2 separate regions of the Sus scrofa genome follow, and region 1 is linked to region 2. A link is a contact called in public HiChIP or PLAC-seq data. All regions are on one chromosome and are shown on one strand. The core of a region is the stretch at or near the end of the contact, and the rest is flanking DNA. Distances in the headings are between cores, read along the strand shown.

The links. HiChIP or PLAC-seq counts read pairs in DNA pulled down with a chosen protein or histone mark.
Region 1: a contact with region 2 is called in an H3K27ac HiChIP or PLAC-seq map of alveolar macrophages. The contact joins two enhancer-like sites. A contact is called at or near these places in 1 of 47 Hi-C or Micro-C datasets (embryonic fibroblasts) and 1 of 2 datasets of contacts at active chromatin or transcription factors (alveolar macrophages).

The regions. Positions count from the first base shown.
Region 1 is chr10:32,803,984-32,809,397 of Sscrofa11.1, reverse strand. All of the region lies in intron 2 of UBAP2 (ubiquitin-associated protein 2), which reads right to left. Among named protein-coding and RNA genes, the nearest start is that of UBAP2, 51 kb to the right of the region's middle. Within about 2 kb of position 1,292, at least 2 of the 83 cell types and tissues checked have an H3K27ac peak or open chromatin away from gene starts, as enhancers often do. A contact at or near this core is called in alveolar macrophages, where this site is marked.
Region 2 is chr10:32,549,565-32,554,859 of Sscrofa11.1, reverse strand. KIF24 (kinesin-like protein KIF24) reads right to left here. Exons shown (of 14, transcript XM_013980172.2): 13 at 5,035-5,128; 14 at 2,097-4,515. The coding sequence ends at 4,375. It overlaps UBAP1 (ubiquitin associated protein 1), which reads left to right. Exons shown (of 8, transcript NM_001267841.1): 7 at 758-859; 8 at 1,487-2,617. The coding sequence ends at 1,627. Among named protein-coding and RNA genes, the nearest start is that of UBAP1, 74 kb to the left of the region's middle. Within about 2 kb of position 3,174, at least 4 of the 83 cell types and tissues checked have an H3K27ac peak or open chromatin away from gene starts, as enhancers often do. A contact at or near this core is called in alveolar macrophages, where this site is marked.

The sequences.
Region 1 (5,414 bases), core at 43-2,542, 260 kb before region 2:
TCCAAGCCTCAGCTGTGAACTATGCTGGCCACAATACGGCAATGCTGGATTCTTCTAAGTCACTGTGCCAGGCCAGGGATCAGAGCCCACGCCTCTGCAGCAATGCGTGCCACTGCAGTTAAATCCTTAACCCACTGTGCCACAGTGGGAACTCCACCAATTAATTATTTCAAAAACTGATAAATATGAGTTCCCATTGTGGCTCAGCAGAAACAAACCCAACTAGTAACCATGAGGATGTGGGTTTTGATCCCTGACCTAGCTCAGTGGGTTAAAGATATGGTGTTGATGCAAGCTGTGGTGTAGGGCACAGATCTGGATCCCAAGTTGCTGTGGCTATGGTGTAGGCTGGAAACTGCAGCTCCAATTCAACCCCTAGCCCAGGAACTTCCATATGCCAAAGGTGCAACCATAAAAAAAAAAAAAGAGAGAGAGAGAGATAAATATACTCTTCACATGAGTAATAGTCATGAAAAAAACAAGGAAAGACTGATAAAACTGTTAAAGATCAGAAGAGACTAAGGAGACATGACAACAAATTGGACTGGATTCTGGAACCAAAAAAAAAGGCCTTGGAAAAACTAGGAAAACATATATAAAGTCTATATTTACCTATTAATATTATTCCAATACTACTATCATAGTTTTGACAAATAATTATATAAAACAGCAGTTAGTATACTAGAGCTTAGGATCTGATTTTGTACAGTGTGCCAGCTAAAAAAGGTTTTAACATTTTAAAAAGGTTATTACACAACAAAACAAAGAAAGAACATGTAACAGAGATTGTGTGTGATCTGTACAGCATCAAATATTTGCTGACTGACTTTTGGAAAAAGTTTGCCAACATGTGATATAAAATGTTAGCATTAAATAGGAAGGTGGCTTAATGGTATAGAGACCTGAAGCATTTTTCAATTTTTTTGCAAATTATAATTATTCCAAAACATTGATTCTGAACAGGTTTTTGTTCTTTTGTTTCTGCTTTTTTAACGGCTGTACCCATGGCATATGGAAGTTCTCAGGCCAGGGACTGAATGCAAGCCACAGCTGTTACCTATGCCACAGATGTGATGACTCCAGATCCTTTAACCCAAAGCACTAAGCCAGGGATCAAACCCACACCTCCAGCAGCAACCTGAGAAGATGCAGTTAGATTCTTAACCCACTAAGCCACAGTGGGAACACTCCTGAACAGTTTTTGTTTGTTTCTTTGGCCACTCCTACAGCATACAGAAGTTCCTAGGCAGACCACAGCAGTAATGAGAGCCACAATGACAATGCCAAATTCTTAACCCGCTGAGCCACCAGGGAATTCCCCAGTTTTTAAAGACAGAAACAGCAGAAACTACAGTAGATATAAATGAAATAGGAGTTCCCTTCATGGCTCAGTGGTTAACAAACCCAACTAGCATCAATGAGTATGTGGGTTCAATCCGTGGCCTCGATCATTGGGTTAAGGATCTAGCATTGCCATGAGCTGTGGTATAGGTCACAGACATGGCTCAGATCCCGTGTTGCTGTGGCTGTGGTGTAGGCCGGCCGCTACAGCTTTGATTCAACCCGTAGCCTGGGAACCTCCATATGCCGAGGGAGCGGCCCTAGAAAAAGGCAAAGAGACAAGAGGAAAAAAAAAAAAAAAATGAGTTTAAGTTACCACTTTCTCAATACAACTTATGCAATTTCTAATTCCCTACAACCATCTTTCAAAGTAAATACTCTGAAAATTCATAAAGGGAAACTTCACTAAAAGAGAATCAGGAGGCTGGAAGGGGAAGTGCTCATGTAGAACCACTAGAGGTCAATTACAGTAAAAAGGCCAGAAAGGAAAAAGATGTACATTGCATCCCCACAAGAAATCGACTACTCCAGCAACTCAGCTAATGAGAAAGCTCATTACCCTCAAACTTACTACTCTTCTCTATTAATTTTTGTTCAAAACAACCCCTCCCAACTTCCTCCTTTTTCTCTATTAACATTCCTCTCCTTTGTTTGTGGGACTTGCCTATGGTTTTTACCATGACTTGTTTTGAATTACAATTCTCTGCTATTCCAAAACAAACCCATTTTCACTGGTAAAGTAACTTTTCATAGTGCATTTTACCTTTTAAAAAACTAGAATGAGTTCTCATCGTGGCTCAGCAGAAATGAATCCAACTAGTAACCATGAGGTTGTAGGTTCAATCTCTGGCATTGCTCAGTGGGTTAAGGATCCAGCATTGCCATGAGCTGTGGTGTAGGTCAAAGACGTGGCTTGGATCCTGCGTTGCTACTGCTGTGGCATAGGTCAGCAGCTGTAGCTCTGATTCGACTCCTAGCCTGGGAACCTCCATATGCCACTGGTGCGGCCCTGAAGAGGAAAAAAGGAAAAAGAAAAAAAAAAGCTACAACAACAACAACAAAACTAGAATGAGTTCCCATCATGACTCAGGGGTAACGGACCCGACCAGGATCCATGAGGACACAGGTTCGATCCCTGGCCACACTCAGTGAGTTAAGGATCCAGCATTGCCATGAGCAGTGGTGTAGGTTACGGAAGTGGCTCGGAGCCCACACTGCCGTGGCCATGGTACAGGCCAGAGGCTGCAGCTCCAATTCAATCCCTACCCTGGGAACTTCCATATGCTGAGGTTGCAGGCCAAAAAAAGACAAAAAATAATACAAATTAAATTAAAAACCGGAGGGTTTTTTTTCTTTCCTTTTTCTGCCACACATGTGGCATATGGGAGTTCATAGGCCAGAGGTCAAATGAGAGCCACAGCTGAGGCAACACCAGATTTTTAACTCACTACACCAGGCTAAGGAACAAACCCGAGCCTCGGGAGTTATCCAAGTCACTGCAAAGACAATGCCAGATTGTTACCCCCATGTACCACAACAAAAACTCCAAACACAATTGGAAGGTTTTAATATCCCCTGATGGTAACAGACAACCAAGTAACAAAACGGATAACTGGCTTATAAGACAAACCTGTCTTGTACATCATGATATGATGCATTAAGAATGGATTGGAGTTCCCATCGCAGCTCAGCTGAAACAAATCTGACTAGCATCCATGAGGAAGCAGGTTCAATACCTGGCCTTGCTCAGTGGGTTAAGGATCTGCCGTTGCTAAGCTGTGGTGTAGGTCACAGATGTGGCTCAGATTTGGCATTGGGTGGCTGTGGTGCAGGCCAATGGCTACAGCTCCAATTCAACCCCTAGCCTGGGGACCTCCCATGGGCCACCCCAAATAAAAGGAGCTACAGGAGCCTGCCTAAATAAAAGATTTAAAAAAAAAAAAATTGAACACATCACCAGGAGTTTCCAATGTGGCACAATGGGGCTGGCATCATCTCTGCAGCACCAAGATGCAAGTTCAATCCCCATCTGGCACCGTGGGTTAAAGGATCCAGCATTACTACAGCTGTGACACAGGTCACAACTGTGGCTCAGGTCTGATCCCTGGCTCAGGAACTCCATATGCTGCAGGGCGGCCAAAAAGGGGGGGGGGGGGACAGATTTCTGTGGTATTTCTACCAAAAATGCATACCCCCTCTAATTATGAGGAAGTATGAGACAAGCCAAAATTGGGAGACATTCTACAAATGAATGGCCAGTATTTTTCAAATATTTTAATGTCATGCAACAGAGGAAGTTGTACATTAAAGGAGACTAAAGAGACTTGACCCCTGAATAATACAATGTATGGTCAAGGACTTAATTAGCTAAAAAGAACATTACTGAAACAATTGAAAAAGTATGAATATAATGTATATATTACATTAGAAAGAGAATTTCCTGATTTTTGATAACTGTATTGTGATTACGTAAAATAAGGCCTTGTCTGTTTTTTAAAAATATTCAAACTAAAGTATTTAGGGGTAAAGATGCAACATATCTGCAGCTTATGCTCAAAAGGTTCAGGAGAAAGGCTGTGTGTAGTTTATCCTTTATAGAAGGAGAGAGAAAAGGAAAAATTAGTAAACATGGTAAAAATGTTTACTATGGGATCTGGATAAGGGATATTCAGGAATTAAAAGCACTACTCTTGAAAATCTGATCTCTCAAAAGCACTTTTTTTTTAAAAATCTGAGATTTGAGTTCTCCCTCTGGCACATCGGAAACGAATCCAACTGGTATCCATGAGGCTGGGGGTTCAATCCCTGGCCTCACTCAGTGGATCGGGGATCTGGCATGGCCGTGAGCTGTGGTGTAGGTTTCAGATAAGGCTTGGATTCTGCATTTACATGGCTGTGGTGTAGGCCAGCAGCTGTATCTCCGATTCGACCTCTAGCCTGGGAACTTCCACATGCTTGGGTGAGACCCCTAAAAAGCAAAAAAATCTGAGGTTCAAAGAGATTTAAGTAATTAGTAAAGTGGCAAACTCAGGACCCCAATGGAGGTTTATACAGATTCCACAGACCTCACCATCTCTCTTACACCCTGCTACCTCGACTGGGTATCTCAGCACACCTCTATCATTAGACATCCTAGAACTGGGCAACAAGCATCTCGTGGAATCAAGCGCATGCAGACACACACATTCCACCTCCAATTTCAGGTTGCTTCCTCAGACAATACTTCCCAGAATAGAACTAATAGATAAATGAACATGAACAATTTTACTAATAGTGCTGCGAGACAGTCTCACAAAACATTTTTTTTTAAGGGGAAAAAACCACAAATCAGAGGGTCTAGGAATCCTTCTCAAAGCGCAGTGGGCGGCTTTTTTCTTCTAATTATATAAAGTGAGCCATCCCCAAAGATCCAATGGAAAAACTATTAGGGACAGTACTTAGCAGTAAGACAGCCCTCCTTCCTCCATTCTGGACACTGACTCTCTGGAAATCATTCCAAGGATTTTATTTGGGTGGAAGATGGAGACACTTTACATTAACAACAAATCACATTTATGAAGTCAGACAATGAGACACCAACATCAAATGCTTTCACTGACATGTGGAATCTGAAAAAAGGACCCAATGAACTTCTTTGCAGAAGAGATACTGACTCACAGACTTTGAAAAACTTATAGTTTCCAAAGGAGACAGTTTGGGGGGTGAGGGATGTGCTGGGGTTGTGGATGGAAATCCTATAAAATTGGATTGTGATGATCATTGCACAACTATAAATGTAATAAATTCATTGAGCAATAAGAAAAAGAAAAAACAACAAATCACTTTTAATGTTTAATCCTTCCTGATTTAATAAACAACAAAATGAAATGTCTGTTTTAATATATTAATTAAGTCTTTAATTAGCAGGACTGCATCTGTGATTACTCAGAACTTATATCTCTTCTCTGATAAGAGGCTATTCAGGGAACAAGTATTATCTTCTTTTTTTTTTTTTTTTTTTTTTTTGGTCTTTTTGCCATTTCTTGGGCCACTCCTTTGGCATATGGAGTTTTCCAGGCTAGGAGTCGAATCGG
Region 2 (5,295 bases), core at 1,925-4,424:
GGCTGCTCTGAGACCCAGGCTGAGGGAATGCCCTGGGAATATTGGAGCTGTTGACAGTTACCCAGTTAATTCCTTTCTCTGCTTCTCCTGGGAGGGCACACTAGGCTTGAGGTATGTCAGATGTCTTCTTCCAGAAATGTTTATTCTGTCAGAGTTGCCTAGGGAGTTCCTAAATTTTGGGGGGCACTTTCTGACTTGGGTGGTTTCTCAGAAGACTTTCCTTTCTGGGCTGTGGACTGACGTCAGCTGGGAGGTGTGAGTCAGCTGTGACAGGAATGCCTTTGAAAAGTGGCTACTCATGTTTAGAAGGGCGTGCCTGTCAGCAGGTAGTCACACGGGTCCTGCTGTGTTGGACACAGTTCAAAGTACAAAGTCAAGTCCTCTTTTGATTCTAAGCCAAGCTGGGGAGCAGATGTCATACTTGTTGGTTGTGCATAAGACTTTTGGGAAGCACAGTCAGGATGGGCGGTAGATGCTTAATTAAGCCTTTTTCTTTTTTCTTTTCAGGGCTGTACCCATGGCATATGGAAGTTCTCAGGCTAGGGGTCGAATTGGAGCTACAGCTGCCAGTCTACACCACAGCCACAGTAACGCCAGATCCAGCCACATCTGTGACCTACACCACAGCTCACGGCAATGCTGGATCCTTAACCCACTGAGCGAGCCCAGGGATTGAACCCACGTCCTCATGGATGCTAGTCACATTCGTTAACCACTGAGCCACAACGGGAACGCCTAAACCTTTTTCTTCCCTTAGATTCTCGACTATCTCTTTGCACATGGACAGCTCTGTGAGAAAGGCTTCGACCCTCTTTTAGTGGAAGAGGCTCTGGAAATGCATCAGTGTTCAGAGGAAAAGGTAGGCACCTCATGCTTTATAAGAACCCTCCGGAAAGAACAAAGTCGTCTGTCCTGGGGGTCCTCCTGGACCACAGTCTTTATTCCTTCCACTGACTGTGGGCAGAAGTTGTTGAAGCACAGAACCTCCTGTGTGCATACGGCATTTGGCTAGTTTGGGTGTTAGGCTCAGATAATTGGGTTGAAGACTTATCTAGAAGCCTAGTGGAGGGAAGGGTAAAATCACCATCACCAAAAAAAAAAAAAAAAAAAAAAAAAAAGCAGGCATACTTTGGGATGATGGGGGAGATTGCTCATCACTTCACCTGGCTTGCTTGCTGGAGGGCAGCCCTTTCTGAGACCAGTATCCTCCTGAGTGGGAGCACGGATGCCCACAGTGGGTGGGACCTGAGTAAAGGTCAGCTAGAGTTGGGACTGGGCACACCTTCTGGAGGTTGATTGGCACCCACCTGTCACCCCGGCTTCCTCCATGGCCCTCCTCTGCTTGCTTGGGGACCTCAGAGGGGTTCATGAGGCTCTGGCGAAGGATGCAGGCTCCCCCAGCAGTCCCCTTACACACACATTGCTCCACTCAGCTATTTTCTGTGGCTGGAACTCTTTCTTGAGTCTACTCTCTTTTTTCCCTTAGATGATGGAGTTTCTTCAGTTAATGAGCAAATTTAAGGAAATGGGCTTTGAACTGAAAGACATTAAGGAAGTTCTGCTCCTACACAACAATGACCAGGACAATGCTTTGGAAGACCTCATGGCTCGGGCGGGAGCCAGCTGAGATAGGCCTTGCCTAGGCCCTGCCACGGAACCACCCCTGCCAGAGGCCCTGAGCAGCCCATCTGTGGGGAAGGAGAAGGGGTACACTTCTGGATTTTCTTTTGGGGGTGGAAGGTCAGGTGTGGAGACGGTGCTCGCCAGGTCTCTATGAGCCGAGGCCCTGAGCTGGGGAGAAAGTGGGAAAGATTTGGGCAGGCTCATGTGCCCAGAACTGTCCTGGCTCCTTCCATATTAAATGTATTTGTATTTTGAGAAGTGTCCTTCCCACCTTGGCCCTCCAGAGAGACTTCTCTGGTCTTTCTGGGGTCTGTTTGGCCTCAACCGGAACCCACCCCAGCTGCCAGAAGGAGCTGGGGAGAAGGGGTGGGAGGGCCAGACTCAGTGCTGCTTTGGGGCTAGATGTTTTCCTCCTCTGCAAGGGTGGACTGACCTCTAATCCAGGTTGAGTGCAATTGAGAGGTTCTTCCAGGGTTTTGTTTTTTTCCCCCTTCATGTCACTTAGTGTTACACTGGTTCTGCAATGTCTCTGAGGTGCAAAGAATGCCCTTTCCCTTGGGGCCCTAGTTTGCCTTTTCTGCTAGGCAATTGCATTACTTTCCTGCCCCAGCCTGTTTCTTTTGGTCTGGTTGAGACCACAGTCGTTTGCTACCCAGGATTTTAGAGCCCCCTTGTTCTAGGAACAGTTGTCATTTTAAGAAATCATTGGCCCCTTCCCAGTGCATCAAGTGGGGAAGAAAAAAACAGGCGGTGATTTGGTCACTCAGCACTAACTCCACCTCAGTTCTCCCTGGAGAACAGCCTCTCCCTCCAGCCCTTTGCTCTAGGATGACACAGTAACACCTAGTCATAGAAATCCGTCTCTTTGTTTTGTATTATGTTGTACATCATTAAAGATCTAAATACAGAGGATATACAGTCTTGATGAATCTAATGTAATTTGCTAACTATTTTCATTCTTCAGAGAGAACTACTAATAAAAATCTAAAAGGTATGTCCTGCTGTGATCATTTCTTTATTGCCAAGGGCTCTTTCACGGAGGGGTGGAGGTGAGTGGTTGATGAAGGATTTCCTGCTGAGATTTGCTGGGATTGGAATGGGACCTAACCATTTTCTGTTGTTTCAGTACTTTCTTCAAATTCTGGGAAGGAGCTGTGCCCTGGTTTTTGGTTTGCAAAGGCAGGCCAAGACGGGGAGGTCTCTTTAAACCTGCCCAAGTTTGGTCTCTGGGCCTTCCTGCAAGACTTACTGTGGAGATGAGACAGGCTGGCCTTCAGGGGAATCACCCGGAAATGAGGAACAAGCCCCTTGTCGGGTGAGCACCATCAGGTATATTATGTGTTCCACAGGCAGGATGGATTCAAAACTGCTTCCCCAGCTCTCAGTGGTGCTAGTATATCGATGGCCCTAGATTTATCCCTGAAGTTTCTTGTCCTTATACTTCATACTGTCTTCTAGTCCCCTTCCATGCTCTTGGTTCAGGTGGGTTCTCTAATTTTTTCAGTGATTGAGGAATGGGTGCTGAACCTTAAGGCTGGAAAGCACCAAGCTGGAGAGAGGCTGCCCTCTGGTGGTCAGATAAGGCATGGCCATTGCCTCAGAAAACTAGCCCCTCTTCTGGCCTTTAAAATTAATTTAAAATTACTTAAAATCCTTCCTTTAAGACCTATAAAAGTTACCCTTTACCTTTTAGTTTCATATAGGAAATTAGTTTCATATAAAGTGGGCATCAGGGCCAAGTCTTTGGCATGTGAATCTCAATATCATATGGTGGCCTTGCTAAGTGATGGGCCACCTGGAAGCCACTTGGTATTTCTTGTCTTAAGCTTCTTTCTGCTAAAAAGATAAACAGCAAGCAGAACTCACATGAAGGGTGTGACTCTGACTACTTCAGAGTCTCAGACTATTGACCTCAGCCCTCAATGCCAAGACACTGAACACAGGCCACTAAGAGGTGGGTAGATGGCCAAGGATATCTTGGATGAAGGTGAAGCTAGAGAGAAACTTGCCTTAGATTCTGCAGCTATTCAGCTATTCCGTGAGGGAGCGTGGTGGGTGGGGACTCAAAGGCAGGAGCCAGGAACATAATGGCTTTTAACAGGTGCATGGTCCCAGGAAAAGGCAGAGATGGGAAAAGAGTAAAGCACCCTCTTCTGGATTGTAGGAGGGAGAGGAACTGGAAGCAGAAAGTCTGTTCCATATCTGCTGCTGTTAAAGACACAGCAAGTCAAAGTTTATTCAGTCTGCATTTTCAAAAGCTAAAGTCCAAAATCAACCTCCAAGGGCTGAAGGGGCAGAACTCACGTGGCCCCTGCCCCACTAGCACCATTGTTTTAGTTTTTGATCGAGTCCTAGAGAAAGGCACTGAATCCAGATGATAAAATCTCTAGGCTCAGCCTGTGACCTCCAACCTCTAGGTTACCAGACCATCCCCATCCTCTGATCCCCAAATTTAGAAACATCTACAGAAAAAGGTTCAGTGAGGCAAATACTCCTCTAGCTCCAAAGAAAAGGGAAGGGTACATTAAGTTTTTTGGGCTGATCTGTCCTTCCTTATAGATGCTCCTGTGCTTAGAACTGAGGGGCATATACCTGGCCCCAAGAAAGGAGCTGGGCCCAGCCAAGGCTGTGTGTGGCTTGGGAGAGGCCAGAATGGGCAGGACTAGGTAGTGGGTTCTAGTATATCTGCAGGGGGACCTGGCAGAGGCCCTCAGCCCTCAGGAGCCTAGCCACCCCATACTGGGTTTTGCTTTAAGATACCGCTGTCCTCTCAGGGGCTGTGGCAGGCCTGTGGCAGGCCAGGTATAGCTGCAACTGGCTCCTCAGACTCTGGATGCACTTGGACTTCAAAGCCATGATTTCATCCAACTGGGTCACAAAATCTTCAAAATCCTAGGGAAGGAAACAAAGGACACATGGAACTCTTGCTGTTGCTGGCCCTCTGGCAGATCTCCTTTTCTAGTCCCTTTTCTTGCAGGAAGAGCTCAGGCCCTTCCTCCAGCTGGAAAACTGGCAAGACAGTCACTATGGCACAGGGTGGGATCCACTTCGCTGCATTAAGACACTTTTCTATGTAGAGAGATATTTTGTAGGGCAGCAGGGTGGTTTCATAGAAGTATCCCTGGTCTGCATCAGGCATGTCACTGTTATCATCACAAGGAGGGGCCCCCACAAGCCAGAGGCAAAGGACAGAGGCTGGAAACATTTTAGCCCCACCATGGGGAGTGCAGCACCATCTGGTGCCTGGCCTTGCACAGTCTCAGGAGTGACTTGAGCAGCCCAGGGCCTCAGCAAGGTTAGTGTGTGACTGCAGACCCTTTCTGGACGCACAGCTGCAGCACAAGACCCTCAAACTAGCTGCAGGCTAACTAACTACCAAGAGCTCCTGAGGAGTCCACCAAAACCACTTACATTAGGAGCCAGCTGGCTCATCAGGGTCTCCTCCTTGAAGCCCAGCTTGGCCATTTCATGCAGCTGTTCCTGGTGTGCTCGGATGACCACCTGCCTAGGAACCAGAAGGGACAGGACGCTGTGATCGTCTGGGCCTCCCATCCCCCCAGGGCAGCTTTCTGGAACTGAGCCTTATTTCCAGGACAGGAACTGCTTCTGCTCAAAGAAGTCAAGACTTTCTTCTCACGCATTCTTCTCAGGCCTTGTCAAGAGACCAGGGGG